2 separate regions of the Podarcis muralis genome follow, and region 2 is linked to region 1. Evidence: chromatin contacts called from public Hi-C data. All regions are on one chromosome and are shown on one strand. Each heading gives the region's core, a stretch centred on a gene start, on an enhancer-like site or on the middle of the called end of the contact. The rest is flanking DNA. Distances are from core to core; before and after follow the strand shown.

What was found. A called contact is a pair of places that touch in the nucleus more often than the background predicts.
Region 2: a contact with region 1 is called in a Hi-C map of blood, with 2.6 times the contacts expected there. The contact joins the promoter of EFCAB11 here to the promoter of PSMC1 in region 1. A contact is called at or near these places in 2 of 3 Hi-C or Micro-C datasets (blood and tail).

Annotation. Positions count from the first base shown.
Region 1 is chr1:23,662,735-23,668,537 of rPodMur119.hap1.1, reverse strand. PSMC1 (proteasome 26S subunit, ATPase 1) reads left to right here and starts at 3,704. Exons shown (of 11, transcript XM_028717789.2): 1 at 3,704-3,803. The coding sequence starts at 3,801.
Region 2 is chr1:23,798,701-23,805,305 of rPodMur119.hap1.1, reverse strand. EFCAB11 (EF-hand calcium binding domain 11) reads right to left here and starts at 4,737. Exons shown (of 5, transcript XM_028717855.2): 1 at 4,578-4,737. The coding sequence starts at 4,649. It overlaps TDP1 (tyrosyl-DNA phosphodiesterase 1), which reads left to right and starts at 4,877. Exons shown (of 15, transcript XM_028717814.2): 1 at 4,877-6,001. The coding sequence starts at 5,464.

The DNA.
Region 1 (5,803 bases), core at 2,455-4,954:
ATGAACCAAAGAGCATGCCCGTCTTCATCAACAGTCCCTTGTAGTGTTCAATGCCCTTGTGGTGTCCCTGCAGGGCAAGACTAAACATGACTCTCAGCAAGAGATCTGCTTAGTCACACAATATCCTATTAGCTTTGTCTTCCTGTAGTCATAAGGAATCAAAACTGTTTTTCCTTATCCTTCACACAGTATTTCAACTGTTTCTTCAGATATAAAAATAGTTACTGCCTGGCTATATTTCCTTATGGCCACCTAGCCAGTAAGCAAATATTTTCAAGCCATTTTCAGATTTAGCAGGAACAGATACTGCAAAATGATGATGATGATGATGATGCAGGGCTTCCACACCAACCATGAAGTTGGCATATATACTTTTTACCAGCAAAAATTGGCAGATTATACAGGAAATCTCTGTTCTTCAGTAAAGAGGAGCATGGTGCAAATCATGCCTTGCCTTGTCTAAGCACATGTACTTGGAAGTAAGTCCTGTTGATCTCAGAGGAATGTGTACTTTCAAGTAAGCATGCTGAGTAACATGGTCACTCTGAAAAGGCAAAATACAACTTCTCTAGCATGTGCTCTAAATGCAAATGGTTGTGTGTGGGCATGTGTAGCTGTCCCCAGAGCTTTAGCATAATTGCCCTGATAACTCTCCTTCGGAAGAGATTTGGATGTTCACAAGAAGCAGGAATGTCAGGGTGTAAGTGCAAAGCTTCAGTACAGGTGCACTTTAGAGATACTGAATGAAGTTACACACAAGGACCAATTTCTAGAGGGAACAAAATATTCTTTTAAAGTGGTATGTCTTCCTAATGGTAAGAGCTGCCCAACAATGGAAGTAATTGCCTTGGGAGGCTCTCTTTGGAGTGACATTTAACCAAAGATTGGACAGCCATCTGCAAGGGATAATGCAGATGCATCTGACATTGCAGATCCAGCACGTTGCAGGCAGTTGGATTAGATGACTTTCAAGTTCATTCCAACTTTATAATTCCATGATTTTATGGAATTGTAGCCTCGCAGTTTAGGGACGCGGGTGGCGCTGTGGGTTAAAGCCTCAGTGACTAGGACTTGCCGATCGAAAGGTCGGCGGTTTGAATCCCCGCGGCGGGGTGTGCTCCCGTCGCTCGGTCCCAGCGCCTGCCAACCTAGCAGTTCGAAAGCACCCTCAGGTGCAAGTAGATAAATAGGGACCGCTTACCAGCGGGAAGGTAAACGGCGTTCCGTGTGCTGCGCTGGCTCACCAGATGCAGCTTGTCACGCTGGCCACGTGACCCGGAAGTGTCTGCGGACAGCGCTGGCTCCCGGCCTATAGAGTGAGATGAGCGCACAACCCTAGAGTCTGTCAAGACTGGCCCGTACGGGCAGGGGTACCTTTACCTTTACCTTTAGCCTCGCAGTTTACATTTGCTATCCTTTATTAATCAGCTACGCCAGGTAGAAAGTTGTACACTGATGGCACCATATAAATACTTCCAAGTAAATTCATAGAATCAGGCTGCAGATCATGCTTATCTCCATCAAAATAGGGGTGTGAGCAAGTCCTGAGTACCCATTTATGTAATATTGGTAGAGTTTAGTTTCTTGACTAAACTAGTCTGAGGCCATTCTGACATATCATGAAAGGCACAAATCCTCCTACTTACATAACATTTGTGGCAGAGGCATAATATTTCTTGGGTTACAACAGAGCGAAGCAGGAGTGATCTTTATTAACTACTGTGGCAATGCAGCCAATCAATAGGTTTGTGCAGTGCTTTTTTCTGGGGGGGACGCAGGGGTACTCATACCCCTAAACATTTTGTGAATCTAAGTTTGGCCTCATTGAGGGGCAGTATTTCAATATGAGTAGGAAAGTGAGAGTACCCCTAAACATTTTTTTAGGGGGAGGAAGCACTGGGTTGGTGAAAATCCATCCTGAATTTGGCCTCTGCTTGCAATGTATCAACTTTATGAAATTTAGTTATGCAGAGCCCTCTGCTGGCTTATTTTTTTCTCCTCCTACATTTTTGAAAGCAGTTTGTAGTATTGCAAGTACAGAGAGTTTAGATCAGGGGTCAGCAAACTTTTTCAGCAGGGGGCTGGTCCGGTGTCCCTCAGACCTTGTGGGGGGTCGGACTATATTTTGAAAAAATAATAATGAACCAATTCCTATGCCCCACAAATAACCCAGAGGTGCATTTTAAATAAAAGCACACATTCTACTCATGTAAAAACACACTGATTCCCAGACCGTACGGGAGCCGGATTTAGAAGGTGATTGGGTCGGATCCAGCCCCGGGCCTTAGTTTGCCTACCCATGGTTTAAAGCAGACAAAAAAGGCTTGTTCTTCATATATACAAATAATAAAATTACTATTATTATTTTCTCCTTAAATTCCATGGGAGACTGTAAGAAGAACCTAGGAAGACAAGTTGTGGTAAACAAAGTATAAATCTTAAAAAGAAAAATAATGGTTTAATTAAGTAGCAACTAAGAAAACTAGGCAATAGAGAAAACTAATAGGAATTAAATATTATAATGTATGAATCCACATCGGTGTCACAGAAGGCTAAAGGACACACATTTTAGTAAGCTTGACAAATTATTTCTCTCCGGCAACATCAGGAAGTCCTTACTCCACCGGGAGTATAATTAATTTTAGAGTCCCTTGGTGACTAACATAGCACTAAGGCAAAGATTTCATCAGTGCAAAGACTTCTGCTTGTGCAACTGTTCTCCATCTTTCCTCTCCCCATGCACCTCGCATACCTGCTGTTCTAGGGATTTATTCGATCCCCTGGATTGGGGGTGGGTGTATGGGTCACGCTCAGGGAAAGGAGGAGGAAAGCATAGTGTTCCCTTTGCTTCTCCTATCCTTAACCTCAAAGCTCTGTCTAACAGAATTCTAAACCTACTTGTATATCTGCAGATAATATCTGCAAATTATTCACCATTTTAATTATCAAGTTTCCCCTAATATAGTTTTGCTCCGAGATGAGGCATTTTATGTAATTAAAACTCTCTCTCTCTCTCTCTCTCTCTCTCTCTCTCTCTCTCTCTCTGTGTGTGTGTGTGTGTGTGTGTGTGTGTTTTCCACACCCACCCTGTGGTGGGCACCAATGCAGGAGGGGACCCACCAGAGATCACTTCGCTCCAGGGCCGTGGAAAGCGACTCAGATCTGAGGCTAGTCCTGTCTTTGCATCAGAAAAAACTATTGCATGTTCCAATCATATCGCCTTCAACTGTGCTGGCAGCAGCACGCACACATTTTTCTTCAGATCATCAGCAGGACGTTTAATATGAACATGCACTTAACATAAATCCTTTTTTTAAAAAACCGAAACAACAGAGCTTTTGCACATAAATCAGCACGCGTCGATCCTTTATTTATCAAAATGTTAATTCCCTTTCTCTTCCCAAACCAACGCCAAGAGCTTTTCCATTGCAACACCTCTCTTCCAAAACGTTTCCTGTCCCTTCCAAGATCAACTCATTTAAAGCATTTTTCTTTTCTTTTCTAAATATACCCTCTTTGGGGGCACACGGCAACACACACAACCCGCCCTCCACCCCCAGGGAATCAAAACATCTACGACGGCGCCCTTTCTCCCGTTCCCATAGAAACAAGCGGGCGTCCTTTTCCCGGAGTCTTCTTTTTGATAGGCTCCTGCCAATCCTTGGCTCCGCCCCCTATCGGCGTCGCTCTTGCTTCGCGCATGCTTTTTGGTCCTCGCGGGGGCCCGTAGCGAGCCCGCTTCCGCTTCCGCCGCTTCAAGGGTCCGCTCAGTTTCCGGCGGCCGGCTGTGAGTGAGCAGAATGGTGAGTCGGGTTGGGGAGGCCGGTGATTCCGGGGTTTTTCGGTCTGCGGGCGCCGCAGCTGGGCCTCGCCTGGAGAAACCGAGAGGTGGCGAGGAGGAGGAGGAGGGAGAGGTGGACCAGGATCCTGCCGCTTCCGTCTCTCTGCGTGGGCTTCGCAGATTTAATGCGGTGTCATGGCCCGCCCCCTACCCGAGGCGGGGTGGATGGCGTGCGATGGAGACGGGGCGGGGGGGGGGGGGACCAGAGAGCAAGGAAGAGCGGGGCTAAAGGCCTCGAGGGCCCATTGCGGCGGCGAAGGTGGTCGCGGAGGAATCCGGGCCCCTTCTGGGAGCTCGCTGTCAAGAGTTAGGTTGTGACGGCCTTGGCGCTCGTCGGTTGTGGTGACGCCTAAAGTGAGACTTATGTGGCCACTAGTCGCATCTGCCAATGTCAGCCTCTGGTGTGGGAAACACACACACAAACACCTGCCCGTCTATCTGTACAATACAGCGGTACCTCGGGTTACATACGCTTCAGGTTACAGACTCCGCTAACCCAGAAATAGTACCTCGGGTTAAGAACTTTGCTTCAGGGTGAGAACAGAAATCATGTGACGGCAGCAGGAGGCCCCATTAGCTAAAGTGGTGCTTCAGGTTAAGAACGGACCTCCGGAACGAATTAAGTACGTAACCAGAGGTACCACTGTACTGCACAGACTTTTGTGCCCCAGAGTGGCTAGGTCAATCCTGTCAGGTGGGAGGGTACAAACAATGAAATAATAATAATTGTTTTTGTTTGTGTAACTCATGTGCCTTATGCACACAAATATACAGCCATACCTCAGGTTACAGACACTTCGGGTTGTGCACCGCGCCGAACCTGGAAGTACCGGAATGGGTTACGGCTGGGTTTCGGTGCATGCGCAGAAGTGCAGAATCGTGATCCGCATGTGTGCAGACACAGCGCTGCTGTTTGCGGACGCTGCGGGTTGCAGATGTGCTTCCCGTACGTATCATGTTCGCAACCCGAGCATCCACTGTATTCATGCCTCACATGTATAGGTCTCTGTGTGTGAATCGCGGCTCACACATACAGGTCTCTGTGTGTGAATTGTTTGTTTACGGAGGTTTTTGTGTCCTGTTTACCCCAGTAAAGCTGTGATTCCAAGAGACCGTTGAGTCAAAGGGTAAAACTCTTTAACCACTTGGCAGATCTAAAAAATAAAATAAAAAACGCAGCAGTAGCTTTTAACTTATAAAAGCCCACAAAGCTTCTCATTGGCAGGTTGGTTGTGCAGGGCAGTCGCATTGCTTTTATCGTAAGCTGCCCTAGTTGTAGTGAAAGCCCATTTACTTAGTTATGTAGTGGAGTGATTTGAATTGAGGACATCCTGCTTTTGGCCCTTAGTGCAGTTGTATACATGCTTACCTGGAAGCAACCCCACCGGACATTATAAAGCTTCCAAATAAACATTCGTAGGATTGGACTGCACATCACTATGCTAGTGTGATTAGCTCTCCAAACACAAATGAGAATTTTTTTGTCAGTTTGGTTTTAAACTACTGCTGTTTAAAAGCACTTCACTGTGAAGAATTTTTGTTGAAACTAAAAGTTATATTCTTTTCCAGTGTGGCAGATCGTAGTCTGTACTTCCAGTTTCATTAAGATGCTGGAAGTTTACACCTGTTTTGCACATCTTAAGCTGCAGCCCTAAACATGCATGCAGTATGATCCTAAATATCTCAAAAGTCATTTCTGCTGAATTCATTGAGACTTGCTCCCTCAAATGTGCGGATAGGATTACAACCTTACTTGGGTGGTAGAATGGGACTTGGTTCATGGTGTAAATATTTGAATATCAATATGTTTAGTACAGGTCCCCCCCCCCCCAACTCATGTTCCGGGCCCCTGTGTACATAAATGAAATCATGTAATGTGGTGAGAACCCCCATTTTAATAGGGAGAGTGCACAGAGAGGAGAGAGACAGATTCACCCTGGAAATTGCTCGGGCCACTACCTG
Region 2 (6,605 bases), core at 3,488-5,987, 140 kb before region 1:
CATGGCTGTGTCAGTCGCTGGCAGAATCCGTCAGTGGGCGTTTCCTGAACTTCTTCCAACATAGAAACTCTTTGACAGCAAGTCTCCTCCTCGCCTCCCTGCGTGGAAGTCTCCTGCGCAGAGTGGGCGTGCCCAACGGAGGTCCTGTGCTCTCCCTGCTGGTCTCTGTGGAAGAGTCTTGGAGCCCTCTCTCCGCAGTTTCCCCTTGCTTCCTGGTGTCACTCCTATTTCCTTCCTCAAAGGAAGTGTTCTCTCTCCCCCTGCTGGTCCCTTCTCCTGCATCATTGGGGAGCCTTACCTCCACTATCGGCTCCGATGGCAGTTCCCTGACAATATCTCTTCAATTAAAAAAAAAAAGCCCAAGCTTCTTATGCCACCACAATAAAACAGTAAAAGGGGATCAAGGTACAACACTGTTCTAGGGACCCAGAGATTATTATATTTTGCCCTTAAAATCACTGATATTATTTAGATAATTTATATACTGGGTAGCTCAGTTGATTATAGTGTAGTGCTGATAACACCAAGGTTGCAGGTTTGATCTCCATGTGGGACAGCTGCATATACCCTGCACTGAAGGAAGTTAGACTAGATGATCCTCAGAGTCTCTTCCAAGTCAATGATTCTAAGATAAACTGCTTCACTTTTTAGAGGGGGGGGGAACTCTCTAAGTGGTTAACAAGTTGAAATAAAATTAAATAAAAATCAGAAAACAACAAAACACGTTATAAAAATTCATCAGGTAAAAACAACAAAATAAGCAGCGGAACAGGTTAACTGTCCTAAACATCAAAAAAGGCCCAAGTCAACAAATAGGTTTTGTTGCCCCCCGCCAGCTGTTGCTCAGCAGTGGCACCTTCTTACTATTTTTGCCAAACACCTTACAGGCTCCCGATAGTTAAATACAATGAATTTAGGATCTAGAAAAGATTGCCAAAGGGTGGTGGTGGGGAACCTACAACAAAGATCCAGTTTTACAGCATCTCAGTTCCCCCCGTCACAACAACTGCTGACTTTACTTTTTAACAACCACTAAAATGTCCATCAAAGAATAACGAAAATGCTGTCAAAAGCAATCTTGAGTTAGATAACAGCAAGACTGCAGAGATACCAGCAGTTGAGAAATATTCTAATGTACTCTGAATGCTTGTGAAAGATAAAATGCTGAGAGAGACTAAGAATGAATCAACTAACCAGATTTCTCATTAAACACTTGGACCAGCGAATAGAAATCTCTGCTTGTTGACTTTATTATTTGTTACAGCCTCATGCAGGAACATGCTTATGAAGTAACCCAAACAGAAATGAAAAATGGCAGATTGCCTACTGATTATCAATAGAAGCACTTGGTGGAGAAAACTGTTAATGAAATGCATGAGCAAATTATCAGGTCCTGAAAACACACCAGGACTACTTTAGACTTTTTGGATAAACACACAAAGGAGCAACTAATAGCTTTCAAAATTTTAACACCTAGATACAATCTTTTAATACAGCAGAGATGAGAAACTCTCAAACAGCAGGTGAGCAAGAAGCAATTCTCACATCCTGGACACCCACACAGCAGAAAGACAACTAGTTCTAAATGTTCACAGAAATTCTAGCACTGGTATGAGGTGAATGTGCAAAACAAAAAATAAACTTTCTAACTGTAGTAATAGTTAAACAAAGGATAAACTGCTCGGAAAACTGCCATATTTCTTGGCACAGCATTTTTTTTAAGGTGGAGGGACAAATATCTCTTCCTAGAGTATGATAATGTGTTCAATTCTGTAATCCTAAACATACTTATTAGGAGTAAAGCCCAACTGAACACAGTAGGTGTTATCTCTGAGTAAACGTGCATAGGATTACTCCACAGTTAAAAAAAATTCATAATAGGAATGGAATCCTATTTTTAATCCCAATGTTGATGGTGGCAGCCATAGATCTCTCTTCATTGTAGGTAGCAGCTGGGTCCAGGTGAGCAGTAAGGTATTACCAGCAGTTCTGCTGGTGCTAACAAACAAAAAGCCCCCAAATTGTTGTTCTGCTGGTGGGGCACCAGTGGCTTTGAATATACAGGATCCAATGATCTGCTAATCCTCCAAGGGGCTCTGCTTATTCTTTTTTGTTTTGTGAAATTCCCCACGGGAGTTTGCCATTAAAAGGCCATCACCATACTGATTATAGAATCACAGATTTGGAAGGGACCCTAAGGATCATCTTGTCCAATCCTCTGCAATGCAGGAATATGCAGCTGACCCTAACAGGGACCAAACCTACAGCCTTGGCGTTATCAGCAGTATACTCTAACCAACTTTCTCACTCACACAGCCTGGCTTGTTGTTGTTGTTTAGTCGTTTAGTCGTGTCCGACTCTTCGTGACCCCATGGACCAGAGCACGCCAGGCACTCCTATCTTCCACTACCTCCCGCAGTTTGGTCAGACTCATGTTTGTAGCTTCGAGAACACTATCCAATCAGTGTAACAATAATAACAGTGTGCAAACTTCAATAATTCTTCATCAGGCTACAGACGGTAAACAAAGTGTGAGGGGATGGGGTGGGGTGGAACTGGCTGGTGGTGAATTTTGCATCTGGTAAGAGTACAAAGATGGAGTATTGGTGGGGGAGTAGATATTCAAATGAGGCTCTGATAAGTGCTACAGTAGACAACAGGTAAGGAGGAATATAAAGGTAAAAGGTAAAGGTACCCCTGCCCATACGGGCCAGTCTTGACAGACTCTGGGGTTGTGCGCCCATCTCACTCTATAGGCCGGGGGCCAGCGCTGTCCGGAGACACTTCCGGGTCACGTGGCCAGTGTGACAAGCTGCATCTGGTGAGCCAGAGCAGCACACGGAAACGCCGTTTACCTTCCCGCTAGTAAGCGGTCCCTATTTATCTACTTGCACCCGGGGGTGCTTTCGAACTGCTAGGTTGGCAGGCGCTGGGACCGAAAGACGGGAGCGCACCCCGCCACGTGGATTCGAACCGCCGACCTTTCGATCGGCAAGCCCTAGGCACTGAGGCTTTTACCCACAGCGCCACCCGCGTCCCAAGGAGGAATATGGCTGATTCCAAGTCTCTGGAAGTACAAAATACAAAACACAGCTGTTATCCAGGTCTGTCTCTATCCTTAAGTGAAGCACACATTAAACATGTGAATAAATCAATTTAAGGGAAGGTCAGTAATTGTAGAACACCACTTGTACTCCCTTTGAATAGAATAGGGCTTCTCCTTCAAGATATTTAGGTCTGCAAACATGTGCATGTTTACCTTAAGTATTTATAATTAATTCTGATATATCAGGGCAAGTGTTCCTGTGATGTGAACTGTGGAATTAATACTTTTGGAAATGCAGATACCTTTCACCAACACGCTGCAGATAATTTGGCTAGTGTCTAATTATTTGGCTAGCTATGGAGGGACTAGCCAGGTTTTCTGCTCCAGGTGAAGCCTCCAGAGGGACACAACTAAGGTTCCCAATGTGTGGGGTTTCTGTGTGTGCCAAACTGAGTCTTTGACCTGGGTGAATGAAGCCTTGTTTCGCCTCTGGTCTAGCCCAGAGTGCAGCCTACAAGCACCCAAGCCTCTTGATAGTTTCCAAGTCATGGGAAGTAACAATTCCTTGTTAGATTCATCTGGAGTAACGTGTCCAGGTATGGGACTCCTCACTTTAAGGAGGATGTGGACCAACTGGAAGGGGACAGAAGTACAGGAAACGAAGTCCTTATGAGGAAACGTTGAACAAGCGTACCCTGAAGAAGGAAAAAGACTGAGGTGGGATTATAAAAAGGTAAAGGACCCCTGACAGTTAAGTCCAGTCACGAACAACTCTGGGGTTGCGGCGCTCATCTCGGTTTACTGGCCAAGGGAGCTGATGTTTGGAAACGCCATTTACCTTCCCACCGGAGCAGTACCTATTTACCTACTTGCACTTTGACTTGCTCAGCAAGCCCTAGGCTCAGTGGTTTAGACCACAGCGCCACCAGCGTTCGTTGAGGTGGGATTATAGCACACCTCAAATATCTTCTAATGAAGGGCTGTTGCTTTAGAAGAGAGCAAAGCCTTTATCTTTTCTGCCTTAGATGGCAGGCCTATACCTAATGTGTTTACAATGAAATAAGGTGTATTTTGATTGAACATTAGAGGAACTTAAATGCAGCCCTGTTTAGGGACGTTTTTAATGTTCGATGTTTTATTGTGTTTTAAATATTCTGTTGGGAGCTGCCCAGAGTGGCTGGGGAAACCCAGCCAGAGGGGCGGGGTATAAATAAATTGTTTTGTTGTTGTCGTTGTAAATGTTGGGGGGGGGGGGTTGTGTTGGGGGGGTCGCTACTGACCTTCAAGCAAAGGCCAGACATCCGAATACCGAGGATTTCCAGCATCTATGATGAAATGTTTAGGAGTACATATTGAGGAGACCCAGGTCCAAATCACCACTAAGCTGCCTGGGATGGTCTCGGGCCAGTCACTCCCTGGCCCACCTCACAGGGCTGTTGTGAGGACGAAAGAGAGCGGAGGAAAAGCGGAACACAAATGCAACTAAAGAACACCCAACACAAACACACACACCCCACACCTCGTTACCTACTTTAACCCACCGCTTCCTGCGACTCTCCTCACCACTTAATCCGCTCCCTGCCTCTCCCCGCCAAGCGCACATCGCAGACGTTGCCTCAAACCGGCGCCAAGCTTCCCATGGCAACCCAACCGCTCTCCTTAGCAACCCCAACACCGCCCCTCATTGGCTGGAAGCGCGAGGCGGGAAAGCCGCTATTGTCCCCACCCACTCTCTCTCCCTCCTGGGCCGAGGGAATCGTCTGATTGGGTGAGGCGTCTGTCATATGGTTTCGAGGCGGGCGGTTACTCTCCCGGAACCGGAAGCTCGTTCTATAATAGGGCCGCCCGTGGCGGTTCTGGTTCCTCCACGCTGCGCTGAACGCGCTTGGCTCAAAAGCCCCGGTTGCTTTTGAGGAGCTTCTTTCCCTGTTTCTTTGCTTCCTGAGGGAATGGCGGCCTCCGCAAAGGGGTAGTTCTGCAGGGCTCCTGCCAGGACACCGTCCGCTTTCGGTTGCAAGAAGCGACCCAAACTCTTCCTCTGCCGTGTTTCTTATGTCAGCCGCTCTGAAAATAAAATAAAAAAATAGGCATTTGAGTTTAGCCCTTTTTTAGCCGCCCAGTAGGTGAACGTGCCAGCTTCACCCGGGGCAGCCCTTTAAAAAAGGTATTTTTGAAAGGTCACCCGTGGCTAACTGGCCCTTTAAGGTATAGGAAGAAAAAGCAGGTTCCGACCTGGAGGCTCACTGGTCTGAAGGGAAGAGAGTGTGGGCTGTGGAGGAGAACGTGTGAAAAAGCGAAAACAACGGAAAAGGTGAAAGGGGTTGTGATGAGGAGGTGGGCATAGTAACCCCTGAGCTCCTCCTAGTTATCACCTCTGCTCCCCACCCCACCCACCCTGATCCTCCTGGCACAATATCATGTCTCAGGGAAGTGAGCATGGGAAATGGACAGTGTCTAGTAGCGATGATGAGAGTGCAGGGGAACAAACGAACAGCCAGATGCCGTCCACCTCTTTGCTGCAGCAAACTGGGCAAGCGAAGGGTCCCCGTTACCCTTGCTCAGAGGCCAGGAAAGCTGCTCACAAAAGAAAAGCATCTCCCCTGGAACATAGCGATGGGAGCTTTCCGCAGGAAGTGGCCCCGGCTCAGAAACAGAAGCCCTCTCAAGAAGGTTTAGGTTGGTGCCTTTCTAGTAGTGATGATGATGATGAAGACGATCCGAAAGAGCGAAGGGGGAAAGGAGGTGCAGCAGCTGGAGTCGGGCAGGAAGAACATTGTGCTCCTAAGGGGATCCTATCAAACCATAAACTTCCACCAAGCTACGAAACGACAGAGCCATCTGACAGAGTACAAGATGCTTGGGATCTATTAAATGGACGAAACCCTTTCAGATTCTTCCTCACTAAAGTCAAAGGAATTAAGGCAAAGTACAATTCTGGATCCCTACACATAAAAGGTAAGTAATGGCATGCTGGAATGGGGATAAATGCATACACATTTTGGGTGTTAGCTTTTTCTAAGAGATGGTATAAATGCTACTGCAGATGGTATATAGAGGCATTGCAGTGTAATGTGTGAAACAAATGAAAGATTGCAGTGGTCAGAAAACTAGCTTGGGGTTCACACACATGCACACCACTTGATTTACTTATCTTTGCTGACTAGCAGTGGTTTCAGTTGAAAAGCATAGCATTTTAGGTGATATTAAACAGTGGGTGGCGCTGTGGTCTAAAGCACTGAGCCTAGGGCTTGCTGATCAGAAGATCATGTTGACCAGCTGTACGCTGGCTTCCTCGGCCAATAAAGCGAGATGAGCGCCGCAACCCCAGAGTCGTCCGTGACTGGACCTAACGGTCAGGGGTCCCTTTACCTTTAAAGCTCTAGCAGGTATTTTTATTCAATAAAGTCTCTGACCAAAGACTCCTGAATAAGCTTAGTAGTTTGGTGATAAGAGGACATGTCCTCTTAGGAATCACTAACTGGTTACAGAAGAGGACGGAGATAATAAATTGACAGTTCTCATAATGGAGGGATCTGTGAAACGGGATCACCTGAGTATT